2 separate regions of the Mus musculus genome follow, and region 1 is linked to region 2. The links are chromatin contacts, called in public HiChIP or PLAC-seq maps. All regions are on one chromosome and are shown on one strand. The core of a region is the stretch at or near the end of the contact, and the rest is flanking DNA. Distances in the headings are between cores, read along the strand shown.

Evidence for each region. HiChIP or PLAC-seq counts read pairs in DNA pulled down with a chosen protein or histone mark.
Region 1: an HNF4G HiChIP or PLAC-seq map of pancreatic cancer cells shows a contact between it and region 2. The contact joins two enhancer-like sites. A contact is called at or near these places in 2 of 484 Hi-C or Micro-C datasets (bone marrow-derived macrophages and olfactory sensory neurons), 4 of 115 datasets of contacts at active chromatin or transcription factors (astrocytes, embryonic basal ganglia, embryonic stem cells and 1 more) and 1 of 9 other capture datasets (embryonic stem cells).

The regions. Positions count from the first base shown.
Region 1 is chr13:112,314,983-112,320,920 of GRCm38.p6, forward strand. It overlaps Ankrd55 (ankyrin repeat domain 55), which reads left to right. Exons shown (of 11, transcript NM_029898.3): 2 at 3,443-3,565. Among named protein-coding and RNA genes, the nearest start is that of Ankrd55, 30 kb to the left of the region's middle. Within about 2 kb of position 3,704, at least 58 of the 459 cell types and tissues checked have an H3K27ac peak or open chromatin away from gene starts, as enhancers often do. A contact at or near this core is called in bone marrow-derived macrophages and pancreatic cancer cells, where this site is marked.
Region 2 is chr13:111,783,932-111,789,969 of GRCm38.p6, forward strand. All of the region lies in intron 1 of Map3k1 (mitogen-activated protein kinase kinase kinase 1), which reads right to left. Among named protein-coding and RNA genes, the nearest start is that of Map3k1, 22 kb to the right of the region's middle. Within about 2 kb of position 4,425, at least 113 of the 459 cell types and tissues checked have an H3K27ac peak or open chromatin away from gene starts, as enhancers often do. A contact at or near this core is called in bone marrow-derived macrophages and pancreatic cancer cells, where this site is marked.

The sequences.
Region 1 (5,938 bases), core at 2,454-4,953, 530 kb after region 2:
AAACTCAACTAACTAGACCACCTTCGTGACCTCATGGAATTATCTCCAGAACTAACCATCCTGCTCTCTTAAACCACTCAGGATACACAAATGAAGTTCACGACACCTCATTGTAGCCTCTCTCCTCTTACTCTTCCCAGCCTCCTCCAGCCACATTTAACACACAGGGTAAATATCTCAGTGTAACCCTGACCTGTGCAGAATGGACGGGCCCTATCACTCCCTCGACGTGGTAATAATCAGTTATCAGTTAGCGTTTCCTCCTCGTGAATTAGTTCACTAATTCCTGTGGAGCCAATATCCGTCTAATACCTTATGCTCCTTGCCAATGTGCCACTGCTAAAATTGTCCTTGCCTAGGACTCTCTGGCAAACTCACAAGAAAACTAAAGCATGTCCGCAAGGTAATACAAAACGACAAGCCATAAAATAAATAAGGGAATGAATAAGAAGGATGTCTTGGCATATGCAAATGTTCCAGGGATATTGCTGGCCTAAGGTGCTGTGATTGGGGGTTCAAGTGGTGTCAGCAGTTGCCAGCTCTTCCATTCCCCTGGCTCAGCTCTGCTCTGCTCCATCTTCATTCTTCTCACCAGGCAGATGCTGACTGCAAGCTTCCCAATTCATGGGCAGTGGAACAGAGAGAGAATGTGTGTGAGAGGAAGGTGGGGAGGGGAGGGAGGAGAGCAGTGCTCGCCACAATCCCAGCTGGAGTCTATTTGCTTTTCATAGACTCTAATCGGTCCACAGCCCTGAATATGTCACCTCGACCACAGTAATGCAAATTCTTAATAGCTCTGTTCCAGGTCACATATTCTGAATCTGGGTCAGGATAGAATAGTCCACTGAAACTGCAGTTTGCCTGGAAGTGGAGTACTGATGACCACCCCGGAGTGTTCAAGGTAAAGCTAGCATCAGGAAGAGGGGAGGTTGAGCAACAGAAAAGACAGATTCAGCCATCTTTCAATGAGTCTCATGGGTACTTGACAGGCTCAGATATATTGCACATAAATGTAATATTCAAATCCTTCTGGCAAAATATTTTTGGGATCCTAATTCTAGGAGGCAGTACAGCACCACATCGTGATGAAAGTACTGTGTATATCAGTCATGAACTGAACATGAACATGTTATCAAGTAGCATGCAGTTTCTAAAACCCCACAGTTGAATCTGGTGTGATGGCATACACTTGTGATCTTAGCACGGCGGGTGGGGTGGGGGGCACAGGTAGATCACTCATGAATTTGAGACCAGTCTGATCTACAACTCATGAGTTCTAGGCCATCAAGGGCTACACAGTGATGCCCTGCCTCAGATCAATAAGAAACAAACAGCTCCGTAGTCCACCTGTCACCGTCGGCAGCTTCCTGACCCAATCAGGCTTCTTCCCAGGGGTCACTACCAGCATCTTTGAATGTGCACGTATTACTAGAAAGTAGGTCCCTCTTTTAAGTTGGGGCCTTAGTTCCAACACCCAGAGACCCTGGGAATCATCTTAACAAAATGCCCTGAATTATGTGAAGATCTGTAACAAAATCTAAGTGATATATGGCTTCATTAGTTGCCTTCATCAACAAGAGCCCTATTTTAAATATATACCCCAGACATGTAATACTGTCTAAATAAGCTAACATTTTTTTAAGTGGAGCAGAATAAGTAGCAAGTACTAAAAAATGCTTACTAAATGCCAGGTTGCTGTTAAGCACACAGGATTAATTTTAACACAGAGTCACTCCACCCAAGGGAGGTAGTTTCTAAGGGAGGCACTTGTCAGTGTTGTCAAGATCTCCACTTTACAGATAAGGAAACTAAGCCCGGTGAGGGTGACTGGCCCACAATTCCACGCAGCTGGTTAGCACAAGCCTGGCATATACCCAAGGTATCTGACTCCAAAGTCATCAAGCCAACCGCACCCTGCCATGCAAATGAGTAGGGGAGCCTGCTTCAAAACATGGACGAGTTAGAAAGCAGTCACTCGCTGTACAAAACAATGTTATTGTAAATAAGCCATCCCCAGCTACGAGCTTGCGTTGGACTGGCTAGCTGGGTAAAAATCATTAATGGTTTCTCAGAAATACTGGGACAGAGAAACCAAACCCAAACTTTAGGACTCGTGGCAGCTAAAGTTCAAAGAACCAAAAGGCCAATGGTCTTAGTGTCCACCCGAGAAGAAAAACACAACTTTAAAACTGTTGAGATATCCTCTCTCTAATAGAGGGGCTTGGCACAGCCTCCCCTGAGGTGTCCCACAAGACAGCTCGCTTCTTAACCATCTCTGTGCATTCCTGCAGTCACCTGACCACAGTCTGTTGTCATCCTTGGCAGTAAGACCTGTTGGATCAATTCTTCACAAAGGCACAGTAAACAGTTGGCTCCCTCATTCAAAGCAGTTTCGTACAACCTTAGTTCTTCTAGAAATAGCATCTTTACAAACCCAGGTGTTTGAAACTGAACAGGTTTTAATTGGGGGGGGGGTATGCAAAATGAGGCATGAGAAGCCAATATAAATGCAGTAGATGAGCACCAATGAAAAGGTATGGCTCTCCTTTCAATTGCAGGACAACAGTGGTGGGCAGGTTATGAGGGGGGCCACATGAGAGCTAGTTCTGCATAGGGAAAGCTCCTGGTGGGAAGGAGGCAGCTACTGCTGGATGCCAAGCAAGGGAGGGAGAGCCCCATCTTCTCCCTTCCCAGTCTTCAGTGCCTCCCTCCCATGTATCCTCCCATGCAGGATAAAGGCATCTGGAGATACAGTCATCACAGATGAAGGTGCAGAACATCTCTGGAGGAGAGAGAGGGAGGAGCATAATGCTTTTCCCAAAGATGGATGAACTGAGGTACTAAGAAGACAGGTCATGCGTCCATGGATGTAGTTCAGTTGGTAGAGGGCTTACCTAGAAAGCACATGCCTTCAATGCCCAACAATTGCATAGAATCAGGCATAGCAGCCCACATCTGCAAATGCAAGGGGTGGATGTAAGAGAATCAGCAATCCAAGATCAGCCTCGGCTATATAGAATACTCAAGGCTAACCTGGGCTACACGAGAACTTGACTCTAAACAGGAAACAAGCAAAAGAGAAGACTGTAGCATGCTTTGGGTCTTGAAGAATAGATTGAAGCCAAGACACTGGCCTTCTTCCCTTGCTGGTCTCTCTAATTTTGGGAAACCAGCATGCCCAAAGAGTCATGACATGCAAAGAGTGCCTAATCCCAAGGCTCCTTGCCAACACGTGGTGGCGTTGCAAATGACCTAGAGTGGCCCACTTTTCTTCAGAAGTGTCTTTTCCAGAAAGGAGTATGTGACTAAGCTGACTCAGCCTCTGCCTGGATTCACTGGGGAGGGAGGTTTAGTGACTCACTTGTGTGGGTGACAATCTGGTCTTGTGGTATTCTTTGAGTGAACGTACTCTACATATTAACAGAGTGTCTGGTTCATGCAGGTGACTCATCTGAAGAAGTCGACCTGGCAATGGTGTATCAGGCAGCATCGAATGGAGATGTCAACTCTCTGACCTCCGTCATTCGGGAGGATCCGTCCATCCTGGAGTGTTGTGACAGTGAAGGTGAGCTGTTTGTGAGGTGTTTTTGTTTTTGTTTTAAACCTGGAATGGAATGCTTTATCCTTTCAGAGATGGTCTTTTGAGATGAGCAACACTAGTGAAATTCTTTTTGACTGACCACAAGATACTATAGGCATCTTGCCTGTGGCTCTGTAGAATCCTTTGGCATTTTTCAGCATGACACTGGACACAGAACTTCAGCACCTTTTACACATTATTCACTTATTATATTTCATATATTATTATGAAGTGGGTTGTTTCCAGTATTTTTGTAAGACTGACCAATTACGTGTGTGTGTGTGTGTGTGTGTGTGTGTGTGTGAAAGCCAGAAGTCAACCTCAAGTGTCATTTCTAAGGTATTATACATTTTATTTTTTGAGACAAGGTTTTTCACTGGAATTTTGAACTCACCCAGTAAGTTAAGCTGACTGAGCCCCAAGTATCTGCCTGTCTCCATTCCCTCTGGACCAATATTACAAGTACAAAACATTATGTCTGACTTTCGTATGCGTGTTCTGGGAAACCTACTCAGGGCCTCAGGATTGCACAGCAAGCACTTTGGGGACGGAGGCCTCTCTTTGATCACCAGTAGTTATAACAGGTATCTAGGAAGAGCAGAAATGGATGTTGGAGAAATGTAAGAATTTGGCCCTTGAGACCACATCATGGTTGTATTTCCACCTGTATTCTTTCTAAATACAACTAAGAACTCTGGATATGATGACTAATATAACTCTGGAAACCAAGAGAAGGACCAAGTCCTTAGATCCAAGGACAGGCATGATGGTGAGTTCTCTGGGATGGCCTTTTGCCTTGTATATCCCAGGGTTGGAGCTGAAGGAGCTGGCAACACAGAATACCAAAAGACACGGACAGAAGAGAAGCCTCTGAAAATCTGCATCCTATAGGCAAAACGCCAAGACTGATCACTGATAGGAGGAGACTCTCTACACCTCTATGTGGTTTCACAAGAGGGAACACTCCGTCATCTGTATGAATTCTTGCTTCAGAAGCTTAGAGGGAGAAGAGCGAAATAATCTCAAAACACACGGAGGGGGAGAGAGGAAACAAGAAAAGATGAAATTAACCGGGCGTGGTGGTGCACACTTTTAATCTCAGCACTCGGGAGGCAGAGGCAGGAGGATTTCTGAATTCGAGGCCAGCCTGGTCTACAAAGTGAGTTCCAGGACAGCCAGGGCTACACAGAGAAACCCTGTCTTGAAAAAACAAAAAAACAAAAAAAGATGAAATCAAAAACAAAAGCAATAGGGAAAAAAAAATCTAAAAAAACCAAGGAACAACCTGTAGCACTGTCACTGTCAAGAAAAACTAACTGAAGGAGATGCAAATTCCTGCTCTTGGGAATGCAAGGACATCACTACAGTCCCCACAGAAATGCTGCAAACAACTTCACACACGTAAATTTGACAATTTAGATGAATGGATTAATTGCTCAAAATAAAATAAATTGAGAGGAGGAGGAGAAGAGGTTAGCTTCCCTTAGAAACTACTGTTCATCTATACATGAAAATACCACAGTGGACACCAACAATAAACTTAATTAATGGTTGTTAACAGTCCTGGTACAAAACAAGTTAAATATTCCTATAAGTATTTAGAAAATTAAATTTATAATTTAAAAAATTTTAAAGAGGACTACCTTCAGGCATTGATGGTCCTGTAGAGTTCTACTATGTATTTATTTATTTATTTATTTATTTATTTATTTATTGTTTAGCATTATTTTATGTGTTTGAATGCTTTGCCTGAATTTTGTCTGTATACCATGTGCATGCTTGGTGGCCCAGGTCAGAAGAGGGTGTCAGATCTTCTGGAACTAGAGGTACAGATGGTTGTGAGCCAACCTCTGGGTGCTGGGAACCAAACCCAGGTCCTTTGGAAGAGCAACAAATGTTCTTAATCACTGAGCCATCTCTCTGATCCATTCACAAAAATTTTCCAGAACAATCAGCGTTACTTTCATATGATTTCTTTCAAAAAGAGGAAAATACTTCTTAGCTATATTTATGAGCTAAAATTGCATTACTATCAATACTTGATAAAATCATAAACTAACTAGTTAAAGAAGAAAAATCACATCAGTTGGCACAGACACAGTTCATAGAATTCAATAAACATCCAAAATTTAAATCTCGGAAAATAGAAATGGAGAGGAGCCTTTTCTCAATGTGACAGAGAACAAAGCCAGGGGCAGTGGCACGAGCCTACAGTTCCAGTCTCTCGGGAGAACAAAGCCAGGAGCAGTGGCATGACCTACAGTTCCAGCCTCTCCGGAAAACAAAGCACAAGAGTCATGAGTTCAAGTCTATGCGAGGCAATTTGGCAAAACCCCTTCTCTGATTTTCTTTTCTAAG
Region 2 (6,038 bases), core at 3,175-5,674:
TTAAATTACATGGCACTTTGAACAACTATTTTCTATATAAAACCCATTAGCGTGGTTTAAATGTTTGGAAATTTTAATACTGAAGTAGAATGCAAAACTCTTTTGCAGTCTCTGCTAAAAGAATTTCTTTGCACCCTGAGGGACAGCAAGGGCTACCGTCTTTCCTTCTGGTGGGTGGGAAGGCATGCTAGCTAGGATGCTTGAAATAGAAGACTAACGGTTTCCTGGAAAGCTAGCAGACCATTCTACTTGGGAGTGGCACACCTGCCCATGTGGGCAGTGGCTCAGGCAGGAGGATAAAAATAAATGCACAGAAGGTACACAGAACAGCACCTCTGCGGCCCCAGAAGTACGAAAGTACACAACGCTGCAGTAGAATCAACTCGATGCTAACTACCTATAGAAAGCTCTAGAAAGGTCTACTGAGGAGGTGGTGCCTGAACAACTATCAATAGCGGGATGGGCAGACATGGACCCTCTGAAGGATGATGGTGTAGACGTGTACAAACTACACAGGGGCCACACCATTTGAAGAGATAATGCTTTTATGATTCCCAGACACCACATCTGTGTGCAGACCAGGAGATACCAGCGCAACAGACAGCCGAGCCCGCTCGCTGCAGCCTGTCTCGGAGCCTTTAGTGAAAACCTAGGTGCACTGCAGGAAAGAAGGCCCACAAGGGCCATCTCGACTGCTCAGCGTGGCAACTCTTGCGAGAGGAACGTGCCCGACGGGGAGGTGCTGCTCTAACGGAACACACTGCATGAAGTGTGCTCTGGCTTTCGCTTACAGACCCCGTTTCAGCAGCCAATATTCCTAAGACGCGAATCCAGACAAGAACCCGACACCAACTGTCTTAGATGTTAACATAGGGCTTCAGTGATCATAAAGCTCTGCCTTCAGGAGCTCAAATAGGGAGGGAGATTTTTTAGTGTGTGTGTCAGCAAAGGCTCCAAATCCGAATCTCCCAGTGAAGGGAGTGGTCCTCGGACAATGGGAGCTGACTCCATCCAAAGGCTGGCAGAGCCCGAGTTCAGCTACACCTGTCTGGTCCGTTGATTCTCAGCCGAAGCGTGAGTTCTGGAGTAAGTTCAAAGAAGTTAAGAAGGTTTTTCTCTAAAAACCGCTTTACTGCCTCAAGAAAGCCCCACTATTCAGATCTTTGGAAGGGGCCTGTAGAGTGTTCTCTTTTCCTGGTAACAGACCCTGGGGGTCTGAAAGACAGCACCGGTGAGCCTTTAGCCTTCAGCATGGACAGCCTAGCGCAGGCAGGGGCTGACTTATAACCCAATCATGTCAGAGAACACTGGACATCAGGCCCTGGAGGAGGATGAAAGGCCATCACGGCCGATGGACGGGGCTGATCTGACAGCTAGAGGAGTCTCAATCTCCAGAAAAGACAGAAAGAAAGCAACAGACCACAGTCGCCCACTCAGCTGCGCTGAGGAGGAGAAGGAAGCCTCCCTTCTGGGGTGCAGGTGTGCATGTGCGCAGGGAAGAGAGGCACCAAAGCCCGGAGAAACACAGGGAGTTTCCATCCAAGAGACAACAACACTTAACAGGTTGGACTTGGCAGGAAAATGTATATACACGTTACTCATATATGCAACAGCAGAGATCGCATTTCTTGTAATGCGTGTTCCGAGGATGGGGGAGACAAGGTCAGATGCGAACTCACTGACCACGGGGTGTGAGCCCTGGAGCCAGGCCGCCTAGGGTCAAATCTTACTCGCCATGTAACTGAGGTCCAAGTTGTTCAACACGCCTCACCGTCAAGCGGGGTTACTGTTCCGTAAGGCGGTTCCAGAGCATGGTCTGTATACAGGGTACTTTGGAGGGAGCTAACTTTCACGCCTCCCCCTGCTGACCTCTTGTGTAAGTAAAATGGGGAGACAGGGACTACTAGAACTATGAACACTGCTGCTGTTACACTGTGCTGTGGAGACTGCCTCAGGTCCAGGTGCTGCTCCAGGTCTGAGCACAGCCAAGACTCACGGTCATGGCTGAGGATAGACTCTTACAAAAAGGTTAAGTAGTCTATGAGCTCTCAGTTACGAGAGAATTTGGGGGCTTTAAAACCAGGTCTTTCTGTCCTCAAAGCTTTCTCCCCTTCCACCTAAACCATGATGCTTCATATATATGTGAATGTATATGTATACATACATATATACTATTGCATACTATTTCATGTATGCAATACTTACTATTGCATACATGAAAGCACCAAATAGAACCATTACCCACCCCACTGCCGCCTTTTCCCATCGGGTTCGGAAGGTAATACTTGGCTAGAAACATGAAGAACATGAAGACTATGGTGGAGGCTCTTCTGGGCTCAGGAGTCAGGGATTGGGTCTGTTCAGTGTGGGTACTAGGATCATATAATTTCTGTCAAATGACAGGTGCAATTTCCCTACGGCACGAGGACACGGCATCAGAAACAAAGCTTCCTAGAGCAACCTTGGTGACCAGCATATTTAAACGTGGGACTCTTACATGATCTCCATCTGGTCAGAAGCTATGTGGATCACACACGCTCTGTGATAACACGGCCCGGGAAGACACTCAATGCTTGATGATTTTAAGAACAGTACTAACTTAGTTACTAGGCATGGGCATCGTTTCAAAGCTCTCTTAGAGACATCTAAAGCTGTTAAGAACATTCAAGCTGTTAAGTAGCGAGTGCAAAGCATGGGTTTCCAGGCTGTTTTACACGAAAACATTACTGTTGCGGTCTCATAGAAGATTAACTGCATCATCAATGTCATCCCTTAAAAGACACAGAGCCACTCTCCATATTGGCGTGCAGGGAACTGGAGAGCATCAGGGGCTGGAGGGGGGCTAGGAGCGCCTGCCCAGGCTTGGTGGCAGTGCAGCCACAGTGACATCCTACACTGAGGTCCAACTCTCTAGCACAGGCCTCTTTGTGGGCACCTGGCCTACTTTGCCAAGAACCGGGGATAACATTACCAGAAATGCTTAATTTGTATCAACTCATGAAATTATGGCTTATTTCTCACTTTTGGACAGGGTCGCATATATCAGTTAAAACCCACTGTGACCAAGGATGGCCTCGAGCTGCCTGCCTGCCCAGCTTTCCCTTCCAAGTGCTGGGATCATCGCTACCCCTGGCTCACATTAGCTTCTGAGGGCTAATCTGAAAGTATAACTTTTGCCATAACCGAGTATTTTATAATTTTAAAACCATCTTCTCATGACTATTAGCTATTCGGTCAGTTAATATTCATTATTTAGGCATCTGTCATTTCAAGATATATCTTAAGCTCAAACAACAACAAAACAAATGACTGGACTCCTGTGAATTACACTTGGTGCTTCTGACTTCACACACACACAACACACACACACACACACACACACACACATTCTATACCACGTTCTAACTCCTTAAAGTTGTGGGTTTAAAAGATTTATTTGTGTGTGTGTATGTGCGTGCGTGTGTGTGTGTGTGTGTGTGTGTGTCTGCATGTGTCTGAGTACTGCCCATGGAGGCCAGAAGAGAGTGTCAGATCTCTCAGAACCCAAGTTACAGATGGCTGTGAGCTGCCATCTTGGTGTTGGGACCCAAACCCAGGTCCTCTGCAAGAGCAAAAATGCTTGTCACAGCTGAGCCATCTCGCCAGCCCCTGTAGTTGTATTAATTAGTTCATGATCTTGATATAAATCCTTTTACAGGCTGTATAATACAGAGGAACATGTCGCAAGTACGGATCAATTCAGCCCGTAGGTTACATATCCCTTAAAAATTACCAGATGCTTGTATAGTTCAGCAAAGTGGAAAATCTAAGATACATGCCAAGTAATTAATTAAGCCATGTTACCAAAAGTGTATCAACCCTCTAAAAATCATGACTACAAAATTATGAAATAGCATTCCTTAGCTAAGACGCTGGCATGTTTGCTAAGCGTCCATGTCTCAGCTTCTCAGCAGAGAGCACACTATTTATTATTAAAACCCTGAGACTGAAAAGGCCCAGGTGGATCGCACTCCTCCGTAGGTCTGGATTTGCAGGTGGATCCCAGGAATCCCTGCAGTGACAGGATCATCTCAGTAACAGGATCATCTCAGTAGCAGCCCCACCCCTGAGAGTGCAGCTCCCAGTAGATCATGGCCCCAGCCACATGCCATATGTCACTCTCCCTAGTCACTCTTTAGAATAGTTCTCTTCTTCTCTGCCAATGTGTCCATCATGAGACGAGCCAGTTGGTTGGGACACTGAAACGTGCAAAGTGCTGTTTAGATGGTGTTAGGAGCATCCTGGCTGCCGGCTGCCCCTTTACTGCAAGATGAACCAACTAGAGCTGACTGCCTTGTCTGGAAAACCCGAAGGTCACAGGAAGGGAAGGGGATCAGGAAAAACGACGCTTTGCTCGGTAGGGGGCGCTCTTTCCTTAAAAATGTAATTTAGACGATTATTAATAGCAAAGGTAGCCTGCCCACAAATCACTTCGAACAGAAGCAGCACTCACTCTGACATCCTGCCCCAAATATAGCTGGAGTCAAGGTCTTCCTAAGTATGCCTTCCTCACCTCAGGGGCACCCTGAAGCCGTCCTAAGTGCCAGTGTCTTTTCACTTTTGATGACTCAGCAGGATCACACTTCTATGGCTTTACGCTGGCAGGGCTTGACTCATGACTGTCGGGTGCGTGCTTCTAAACCTCCCGTCGGAACCACTTTCCAGTTTTAACAACAACCGTGTACTGGGCGAGAGTGTGACAGAAACTATTATTCCCACTAAACCAACAGCGACTCCTTCGTGAGCACGCGGGTCAGCCAATGCTCTCTGTCAGGAACAGCAATCTCACTTAACTCTCAGTCAGGCTGATAACGGACGACACAGTTCTAAGCCTCAAGACTTTCAAACTGAAACATGAAAACCACTTGGCAGTGTTCTGATAGAACCTGAGTTTTCCTAGCACGAGGGAAGGGAGAACAAAAGCTAACCCTACCATGCTCTCCCGAGGTGTGTCCCCCCAGGACTGGTGCCCGTGCTCCCTTCATGCAGTGCTCCCTGGGGCACGGCGGACTTTTTTTTTTAATTGGAATTATTCCTTTGAAGGGAGAGTGTTTTGCCTGCATGTCCATAGGCGCATCCGGAGTGTGCTTAAGTACCGGAGGAGGTCAGAAGAGGGTACTGGAGTTACAGTTAACTGGGACCGGAGTGAATCAACAGTGCTCTTAACTGATGAGCGGCCCATCTAGACCCCCTCAGCCCCACCCCTTTTATCAGCCTATGGGCTCACATTTCCAAGGCCCTATGGTCAGTCACCCCATACTGCCCTAGACACTAACTGAGCTCCCCTCAGGCTACAGCCCCTGTAACAGTGCAGAGAACCTTCCTCCAGCCTCCTCAGCACACAGCTCCTCACTCGTCTGTCTGTCCCTACCACCAGACTGGGAATGAAGACAGAAGTGGGTTTCAAGTCTACTATCACTGTCTTACTAGAAAGGTTGGCACAAGGGATGGACTAGGCAAGTACATGCTGAGTAGGGTGGACTGTCCTCCTCGGACTGGGTCTACCTGAGGGCAAGATTTGTCTTACTCAGCTTTCAGTTTACAAGCAGTGCTAACGGATGCCCCTGGTATTTGCAGATGCTTGTGAAGGAAAAAAAAATGCCCTTCCTTCCTGTAGGAGCCTCCGAACCAAAAAGATCCTTCTCTGGTAGAAACATCTGCTGTGCCCTGAGGGGCGCTGCATGGAGAAGGGAGGTCAGATGCTAGGCAAGAGGTTTAAAGAGACAGAATTTGGCCCCAGGAAAACACCAAGGCAGGATTAGCAAGAAACCACCCTGAGTCCAGATCATTTGTCCTTAGTCAGGGGGCTTTCCCATTGCTTGAAACTTGCCCATGTGATCTAGTTAATTTGATTTTCCTGAAGTTAGTGACAAAACACAGCCCCGAGGAAGATCCAAGAGTCTGTGTCGGGGAGGCGGACAGCTGTGCCGTCTCAGCCAAGCAACCTGGGAGGCAGTGGAGAACTAAGGCAGTCAGGGGGGTGGTGTCCAGGGATGGCA